2 separate regions of the Gasterosteus aculeatus genome follow, and region 1 is linked to region 2. Evidence: chromatin contacts called from public Hi-C data. All regions are on one chromosome and are shown on one strand. The core of a region is the stretch at or near the end of the contact, and the rest is flanking DNA. Distances in the headings are between cores, read along the strand shown.

Region 1 (4,500 bases), core at 272-2,771, 39 kb after region 2:
ATGAACCGTTTGCAAGGAGAAAGGGCCGGTTGCTTAACCAACCCCAAACCTGTTGATAGGCAGGATGAAAAGTCTATTGGCACAGATGGATGACAATTCTATGCTGTTTTCATCTGGAAATTGTTGCTTTTGACACACAGTACATCAACATTTGGGTGCACTATCATTCCACCCCCAATCCTCAATGACATTTAGCGGTTTCTCTCTCTTCTCTGCTTAATTCCTCCCTTTGGAAGATGATATGAAGCAGAAAGAGCAATAGTACAGTAAAGACCTTTCCTCTAAATTATTTAGCACCGGTGCCTTTTTATAGACACGTGCTTTACCTATGGACCTCACTAAAAGCTTGGTACGCGGCTGCAGTTTTCCCAGCGCATCTCTGCAGTGGATCACGTTGCTGTTGGCGCATGATATCTCCGTCCATCACTCAGAGTGCCGATGCCGTCGGGCACATCCTAATGTCTGCCGTCCTGGAAATGGAAGCAGCATTGTTTGTTTGTCTGCTTTCTTTCCACACACCAATAAAAACGCACTCAAAAGTAAACCTTGGTGTAACGATGACCTTAAATGCAATGACACTCTTTCCCACAACATTGTCCTGTCCAATAGTCCAGAACTCCCCTAGAGGCCTTACAGCAAGTCTAGGAGGAACCAAATGAGAGAGAAATCAATGGCTTTCCTCTCTGCACTGTCTCTGCCCTGGCTGAATTACTGAAACAAGATGCTGCACTTAGAGGAGTCTTTGGAGAGGCCGAGGGAGGGAGAACGAGATGCAAGGGAGGGTGGGGGGGGGAACACTTTTAGGGACATGGGTGCCATTTAGACTAGAACCATCCTCTCACAGAAAGCCACTAAAAGCAGCGAATGATCCTCTTCCCGTCCCTGGATGGGCGGCGGTTAGCCTCCTGTGGTTAAGTGAATTCAGAACATACACTCAGGTTTGAGGTCAAAGACAAGATCATTAAAACGGATATCTGTTTTTTTCTCTTTTGTCATACACACATATTGAGAGTCCTCAACTTGAACTGAATATGAATACTGCAGTTACGGTGCAACCAAAAGCACCGGACCGGGCCGCATGGACCCAATCTCATGTCTTTTGTATTTCCTAATGTAAAATGGGTGTTGTTTAACATCCACCCCAGGTTTTATTGTCTGAAGTATGAAGATGAAAATGAATCCAGCTCGTTTGGTAGACAGAACGTGGTGCTTAAGGGACCCAATCCCTGTAAGTGCCATTAAGTGGAAATTGCCGTTCACATATTCCAGTGGTTTGATTAATTACACTCTCTCATGTGCTTTCATAAAGGCCCAATGAAATACGGGGAGCAAATTGCATTGTGTTCCTGTATCCTGTTATGTAAAAACAGTTTAATTATTGACACATGTTTTGCCACCTGGCTTGGGAAAGGATGGTTGGACATGAATAGAAATCATACAATGGACGTTATGGACGGGAAGAGCTAGCACTCGAGATACCATGTGTTTTCCGTACGCGTGACTCCTTTCATGTCCCCGCCTCCACCTCGCCTCGGGTTCTCCTGCTGAATCAGAGCGGGGAGCAGACGCGATCAGCTGGCTATGTCACAGTTGTGGAGCGAAGCCTTTTTTTGTGGAAGCGACTGCGCTCTAGAAACCCGTCTAACTTTAACCGCGTTTTGAAAGCTCTTTTCTAATAAATGTGTAGTTAGGAAGATATTTAGTGATGGCTACTCAGCCTCCCCCGGGGGAATGAAAGATCACTGCTGGCTTTGTGTGATGTCTCAAGATAGCTCCATTTGATCAGACGCTGCTTAGTTACTGACACGCTCCGAACTCAAGGAGGCGGTTTTAGGAAGACAACTATCAAATTTCTCTTCAGCTCCCTTTGCTCCCGTTTGTCTTTGTTCCTGGGCGGTCTCATTCAGGAGCGCTGCCCTCTGCTGCCACAAGGACTAAATAGCATCAGCTAGCCAGGGCAGTTCTTCCCCTTCTGTCGTAGCCGGTAGTGCTTATGGGCTCCACGCTACTCTGTATTCTACAATGTATGTGGAGGTATTAGCTCATAAAACCCTCCTACTGTCACATGAACCCGCTGCTGTCCCCGAGCTCCCGAATGAACAGCAGGGCTCTGATACTTAGTCCCAAGCTGTTCCTGTTTGCCCAAAACGATCAGGCCCGGCCTCGTGCTCCCTACCTGATCTAGTTGACTGGGCTGTGTAAGTTAGGGAGGCAGTCTCCAGCTCCCCCTCCTCCCTCCCAATATGCACTTGGACCCTGGCTCAGGCTGCACCTTTTCGGTTCCACAGGGATAGGAGGGCCAGATGGAGGAATTTGATTAACCAGCAGTGGAGGACCAAATGTTCAATTGGATACAGAACCAGTTGGAAGGCGGGAGGGAGTGAGGGATGAGGCAGGGTAGAGGGAGAAATCTAAAATGGCTGGTCGTGTGCGCCTGGCCAGCATTTTCCAAAGGGGAGCCGGAAACAGACACTGAGGTGTAGTAATGCAGAAGCCCTTTTTCCAAGTACCAGCTGGGCCTTTTAGGAGCCTCTATCCCCTCAGCAGACACCAGGCTTCAAGCAGCTTGACTTTACCATATGTGGAACTTTTTTTATGCTCCACCTGGTCTCCCCAGGGGACCCGTGCCACTGGGACGCCGGAGGCAGGTGAATTGCTCTTAATGCAAGGCACTGAATCACCGGGCCAACAACATGAGGGAAGTGCCTGGGGAGAGGAAATGGATCTGCAGGAAGGCCGGCCAGGACCGGTGCGACCTTGGAGCCGGTGCCCGCTGCGGAGTAGAAAAGGAGGACGTGAGATGGGTCACTGTCCTTCCACTAACTACCGTCCCCCCCCTTCGATAACATTCAGTCTCTCATTTAGAAAAAGAAAGAAAAATGAATCAATTTCTCGACGCTCCTCAGCTTTAATTTAAACCCCTGTACCTGTTTTTTCTTTCCGACTCTCCTTTGCCTTTAAGCTGATTCATTCTAGCTGTGTCGGATATTGATCTAAAAATATAGATCTTGCAGTATTGTTTCAGTAAATGCAGCACTTCTTTGGTCTGCTGTACGGAATCTAATACACACAATTTAATATTTACGGTTGCATTTTCCTCTACATCATCGTCCGTTGGACAGCCAGGTCAGACGAGGGAGATTTTCGCCTGGACGCTGGCGGTGTGGTCACTCTCCCGCCTGCACCTGTCTCGCTGAGTCTGTGGCACAAAGCCAGAGGTCATGGGTCGCCACGGGGGGCCGTCAAGGTCAAAGGTTTATCACTTTGCGGGGGGTCCGGGAGCCATCGCTCAGATCCTACGCTACACAGGATCTAGCTTCTCCCCCCCCCCCCACCCCCCCACTTTTTCTAATCCTTCCAAATGGCTCGGGCCAAAACTCCCGACAGCAGCGAGAGAAACAAGCGGTGGGATGTGCAGCTCTGAGCCATCAGCTGGAGATTTCACTTTGAAAAGAAGCCCTTTCACTCACTGCCCTTTCCACCAATCAGAGGCCCCGCCAGAGTCCAGGCACCCAGAGCTGCTGCCCTTTGACCCTGCCAGCGGTTGTTGGTTTATTTTGTTTGGTTTTTAGAGAGGATGGGGCTTTTCTTATTGACAGGCCAGGCAGCAAGACTCGGATGAGGTCTTTAGCAAAGACAGCCAGCGAGGGAGAATTTCACAGCTCAGGAAAAAAGAGCCGAGTACGACGTTCGTACTGCTGGAGCTGTTGTCACGTTCATTGAGACATGTGGAAAACGGCCTATTCCGGGTAGAAAAGAGGGGCCATTCATCCAAAGCCGATCGCATCAGGCAGATAGAAATTCCTCCATACCCCTGTTTATGCAGCTGTGCCCTCTGATTGAATTACACCAACCCTCTCGCTCCACCCAAATGTCCTCTGAATGTGCCAGGAGCCCCAAATGGGTCTCCCATTTTCTTCAGGGAGAACGGGGAAGGGTGGGGGGGGGGAGAGAGAGTCACACCTCCCCGCAGCAGTAATCGGGGCAACGCCACGGCGCTTCCGTGGGTCAAGGCTGGGGGCCTGTCATGTGAGGGCCACCGGGGGGTGGGGGGGCGGGCGAAGGAGGCACGCCCCCGGGGAAGTACTAACCGTCATGCTGTAGCACCAACGCTGACAGACCGCGGGGAACGGACCCCGCCGCGCCGCGCCGCGCCTGTCAGCCGTTCCGGCAGCGCGGAGTGATGGCGGCGGCGTCCCTCCACCGGGACTGCATTACTGAAGGCTTTTTCTTCTCCGCCTCCCTTTTATTTCTTTTTTTGTCGGGGTGGGGAGGCCAGGTTTGTGCGCGCGAGAGGGGTTGTCGAGGGGTGTAATTGAGAGCACGCAGGGAGCTTCGTCTCTCTCCATCTTGTGATTTGGAGGTGAAGACAAGCGCCCTCGGGGGCCCCCTGTCAGAGCTTTTGGGGCGCGCTCCGCACAGACTTCAGTAAAAACACACAAAAAGAATTCCCCCACAAGGGCGCCCCGGCTGAACCGCTGACGCCGATGCAAAAGATTC
Region 2 (4,478 bases), core at 1,572-4,071:
GACCACGGGTCCCTGGTGGGGCCGAGGCAGCAGAGAGGAGAATATCAATTAGAAGGTTATAAATATTTAAGAGGAGAAATATTCAATAATATAAGGGTGGGGGGTCCAGGGTCCTCTTCAACTCACAGGATGAAAGTTGTGGCATTATAAATGTCACTTGGTGCCGTAAGAGACAAGCGGGCGCGTGATGGATGGACTCGCACCCAGACGGATATTACAGGGCTGTAAAGACGTCAGTCACCATCCAGATATCCACATTTCATTAGTGCGAAACTAACGGGGATTTAGTATCATAAAGATTAAAATGGACGCCTTTCAGTCAGCTCTCCGTCGCTTTCCCCCAGTTAATAATTCCTCAGGCTGAGCTACGATCTTCCTACTTCGAGCTGACCTTTTCGCAATATAGATCAGCGCTCAATGTTGCTTCCCTTTCGTCCTTCCCTTTGCCAACTTGGTCACGTTGAGTAACGAAATCAACAAGGGCGTCAGGCATGTTGCAAAATGCTCAATACGCCGCACATCTTCCCTCCCATATTCCTCATGTGATTGCCAGCCCTTCCAAGCATGCGGGTATCGATCGGCTGTCCCGCCTGCAGAGACCGGTAGAGGAGGATGTCCTGATCTGATGGATTACTGTATGAGGCCCAGAGGCACTGGAACCTCAGTATTGACGTGGCTCTTTAATCCCAGTGTTGGACGTGACCCTGTCGGGTCCCCGACTCCCCCTGCCCTCACTCCGGACCCCCGCCCGCCCCCCCCACACACCTCCAGCACTGCATCACGGTGGTGCACCGGAGGTCACTGGGCCTCAGACTGAAGCACCGACCTTGCTCAGATTCACTCGATGCTGCAGCTAAAACGTGTCACTAGAAACAACAGGAAACATGGAGGAAGCATGAAGCTCTTTGGGTTTTAATCTCACGTTTGTGATGATGTTATGAGAGCAGAACGAAATGCGTCTTCGTTCCACATTAGGAAACGTTTTATTGGGTGAAACATAGATGGCTTCAATGTAGCAATAGGTTTTTTTTTTCTGTTGGAATTGAGCTGTAATATTAGACAAATTAATGATTCATGAAGGCCGTTGGAAAAACAGAAACCTAAGCCTTGACTTCCTCCACAGGCACCCAGTAAAGAGAAAGTGCATGTTGTGAACTCTGTGTCTGTGCAGGAATCATTAGTCTATATTGTGTGGCTTCTGGACTCAGTCAGAGGTGTTCCCCCCCTAGAGCAAGAAAGGCCGGCATCTGTGAGGATTGGGTTGGGATTTTCATTTTCTTGAAACACCTTCTGTTCTGTTCTGCATGGTCCCACCGGGGACCACGGCGCTGATATTTTTAGAGGGCAAGTTCCGAGAGCCTCAGTCGCCAAGAGGGAAGGACAATGGAGGGTGTGATGTTACATCAATACTTGGCGCAAGTGTGGGGGGGGGTGGGAGAAAATCCTGGGTGGCCTTGATGAGCCCTGGAACGCCTTTCCTTAAGGAATTTCCTGCAGAAGGACTTAAAATGGCCGCCCGCGTGTGTGCAGACGCCCGGTTGTTTGCACAGAGTTACACCTGCGCGCGTCGGCGCCGCACGCGCCTTCGTCCTCCTCGAGCGCAGTTAACCTCGTGTTAGGCGAGAAAAAAAAGAGTCTTCTCATGTTCCCCTCCGGTGTCTGGGGAGCAGCTGAGGAGCATCACCGGGGCTTAAAATGGCTGCCGGTTTAGTGCCAGGCCTCTCCTGTCCCACAAACGCCTAAACCAGGGGGACTGTGTTGTTTGTACGGCTTTTTTAATCAGTCTTATTGTGAGGCGCGGTGGTCGCGGCGGGGGAGAAAAAGGGCCGCGGGCCGCGCTGCCTGTTTATAAGACGCGGCCCCGCAAAAAAAAAAAAAAAACAGATTCGCCGCTCCTCGCCGAGGGAGGCTGTTTACTGCCTGCGAACGGCGCCGGGTTTGATTTGTCGTCCGACATGTTTAAGGCGTCACATAAAGATCTTCAGATCAGACCGGAGCCTCGAAAAGATGATTCCCAGTCGTGGTTCAGTCAGGTTGCCCACCCCTTGGCACTGCTGCAGCAAGAGAGCCAACAAGAGACAAAGCTGCAGATGGATTGAAGAATATTGATGCGTGCGACCTGCGGCTGCCTGCGAGCGAGGCTGAATAATTTAAGGAAGTGTGTCGTGACGACAGCCTGACGCGCACCGCTCTCAATTTTTCTTTTTGGTGTGCCTTGCTTGCGCGTCCACGCGTCCACAATTTTGGCACAGATGTCGCGATAACATCGCGTGATAGACGCTGACTGATGAAATTCAGCTCTCACTGGCGAAATGTCATATTTCTTTGGTCGAGCCAAAACTGCAATCCAGGATTTATTAACTACACATATTCCCACCAGTCTAGTTTCATATACTCAAGTTTTGCTTGGGTGAAGCAGGACAAACACAACGCAAAAAAACATTTCTAATATCAGAAGCGTGTGCTGGTGTGTGTATTACATTTGTGTGTTTGTGTGTGAGCGCCGTGCCACCTTTTCCTGTGTACATCTCTCACCCTCACCTGCCCAACCGCTCTGCTATGGCATGAGTGGTTGAGTTACAGAGGACCAAATTGAACCTGCATTTTTATTACAGCTTTTATTATTGTTTTTATTAAATCCAGAGTCTAGAAATCCATTTTATTGTCACCCAGAGGAAGCTGTTGTTCCTCGCGCCCCCCCTCCCCCACCTCTGACTGTGTGGCGCTGTCATTTCCTGTGGCTCGGCAGATCCAGAGTGCGCCCTCGAGAGGGCGGCGGAGGATGGTGAGACCGGGCGTCTGAGGAAGAGGCTGCTCTCTCCGGAGGAAGCGGAGGAGGGAGAGGACGACGACGAGGAGCCGGCGCTGCACAGCTGCGACAGCTGCCGGCAGGTGTTCGAGTCGCTGAGCGATCTCACCGAACACAAGATTAATCAATGCCAGCTGACAGGTAAACAACGCTCAGCCCACCGAGCCTCCCCTCCACCGTGCCACTCAGCTCTTCTCCCACTCCCACTCTCGCTCTATGCCTCCACCAGAGAATATGCCACAATATGTGCGTTAGTGTGCTGCACCGAGGGGAGCGCAACACCAGACTACCACCTTCCTTGGTACATATCCAACAGCACACACACACACACACACACGTGTTATTTATATGTGCTGCGCATCAATATCTACAGGCGTGACACACAAACAGGCCTCCGCGTGTCCTTATAGTAGATCACCGCAGGCTGCAGTATGTGTATTTATAGCATGTGCTCCGCGTCCTTGCCTGGCTCAGTGTGCACCAGTTCTAACCTTTTACTAGAGTCTAACGCGCAGCTACGAGGTCCCGACTGGAACCGGATCCCGGCTGCAGGAAAGTCCCTCAGCGGGTCCCAGCGCTAGCTAGCTGCAGTGAAAAAGAAGGATGCCGTTGGCGGACTGTGTCACTGACCTGTTGACGGATGAGTAGGACTATAAATACCCTGACAAGGTGGCAGACAGAACTAATGATGTCAACTGAAGGTTCCCCGTGCGCGTCGCCTGGACTTGCTGTCCTCCTTTTACACGTCCTGATGGGCCGGCGTCGAGAAGCACCGGCCGACGTGCATTTCACCACAGACCTCGTCTCTGGTTGTCGCGTCCTCAAAAGGACCACGAGGAGTCTGAAGACAAAAGCCCCGTTCATGAGAAAGTCTCTTTCCCGTTGACATTCAAGAACGCAGTTTGATTTCGTATTCCACAACCCACAATCAAAAAGCCACAGATTATCGTCTACTGTGGAAATCAGTCTCAGGGTCCCGTGTTTGTGGGTATATGAGCATGCGCAGAATTTGCATTCTGTATGTGTTAATTTAAGCAGAAGCGAATGCATGCTCATTGCAAGTGTGACTTGTATGTGCATTGGCGCATGTATGTGCGCGCAGGGGGGGGGGCTCATGTGTGCAAATTCAAAGTGACGCTCAGTCGACCAGAGGTGTGAAAATCAATACGCTGTTCACATTATTGTCCTCCCAACAAAAGCGTGCACGCGCTTGAAGGAAAACTAAGTGCAGCACCCCCCTGTCACCTTTTTTTTTTTATTCAATGCAACACATAATTCCATTAAGCCGGCATTGTGGGCAGTCGGTTCGGGGAAGCCAGGAAATAAAAACACAAAGAGGTGCACATCATAGGCGAGCGTGCACTAACACAAATTATCTTCAAATTATACTTATTTAGATGTTCAAGTCATTTGTGTTTTTCCAGGCTACAGGATACGGACCCTTCTAGGTGCAGCACCGTTGCCATGTTGTCATGACTGACTCAGACATTTTTTTTTTAATAATTGCGCCTGGCTTTAATAAATGTCAATCTCACGGACAAATAACCCCTAATTGCTCAATGGCGGAAAAAAACACAGTTTGGATAAGAGCCCCCGTGGAAACCAAACAAAAGAATCTAATTGCCATTAGGGTATTGTGATTGCGTAGAAACACTCTATTAGTATTCAA

Evidence for each region. A called contact is a pair of places that touch in the nucleus more often than the background predicts.
Region 1: a contact with region 2 is called in a Hi-C map of skeletal muscle, with 2.9 times the contacts expected there. The contact joins two enhancer-like sites. A contact is called at or near these places in 3 of 6 Hi-C or Micro-C datasets (skeletal muscle and whole body).

What each region holds. Positions count from the first base shown.
Region 1 is chr3:1,140,305-1,144,804 of fGasAcu3.hap1.1, forward strand. All of the region lies in intron 4 of znf521 (zinc finger protein 521), which reads left to right. Among protein-coding and RNA genes, the nearest start is that of LOC120816119, 46 kb to the right of the region's middle. Within about 2 kb of position 1,522, at least 1 of the 9 cell types and tissues checked has open chromatin away from gene starts, as enhancers often do.
Region 2 is chr3:1,099,975-1,104,452 of fGasAcu3.hap1.1, forward strand. All of the region lies in intron 2 of znf521 (zinc finger protein 521), which reads left to right. Among protein-coding and RNA genes, the nearest start is that of znf521, 13 kb to the left of the region's middle. Within about 2 kb of position 2,822, at least 1 of the 9 cell types and tissues checked has open chromatin away from gene starts, as enhancers often do.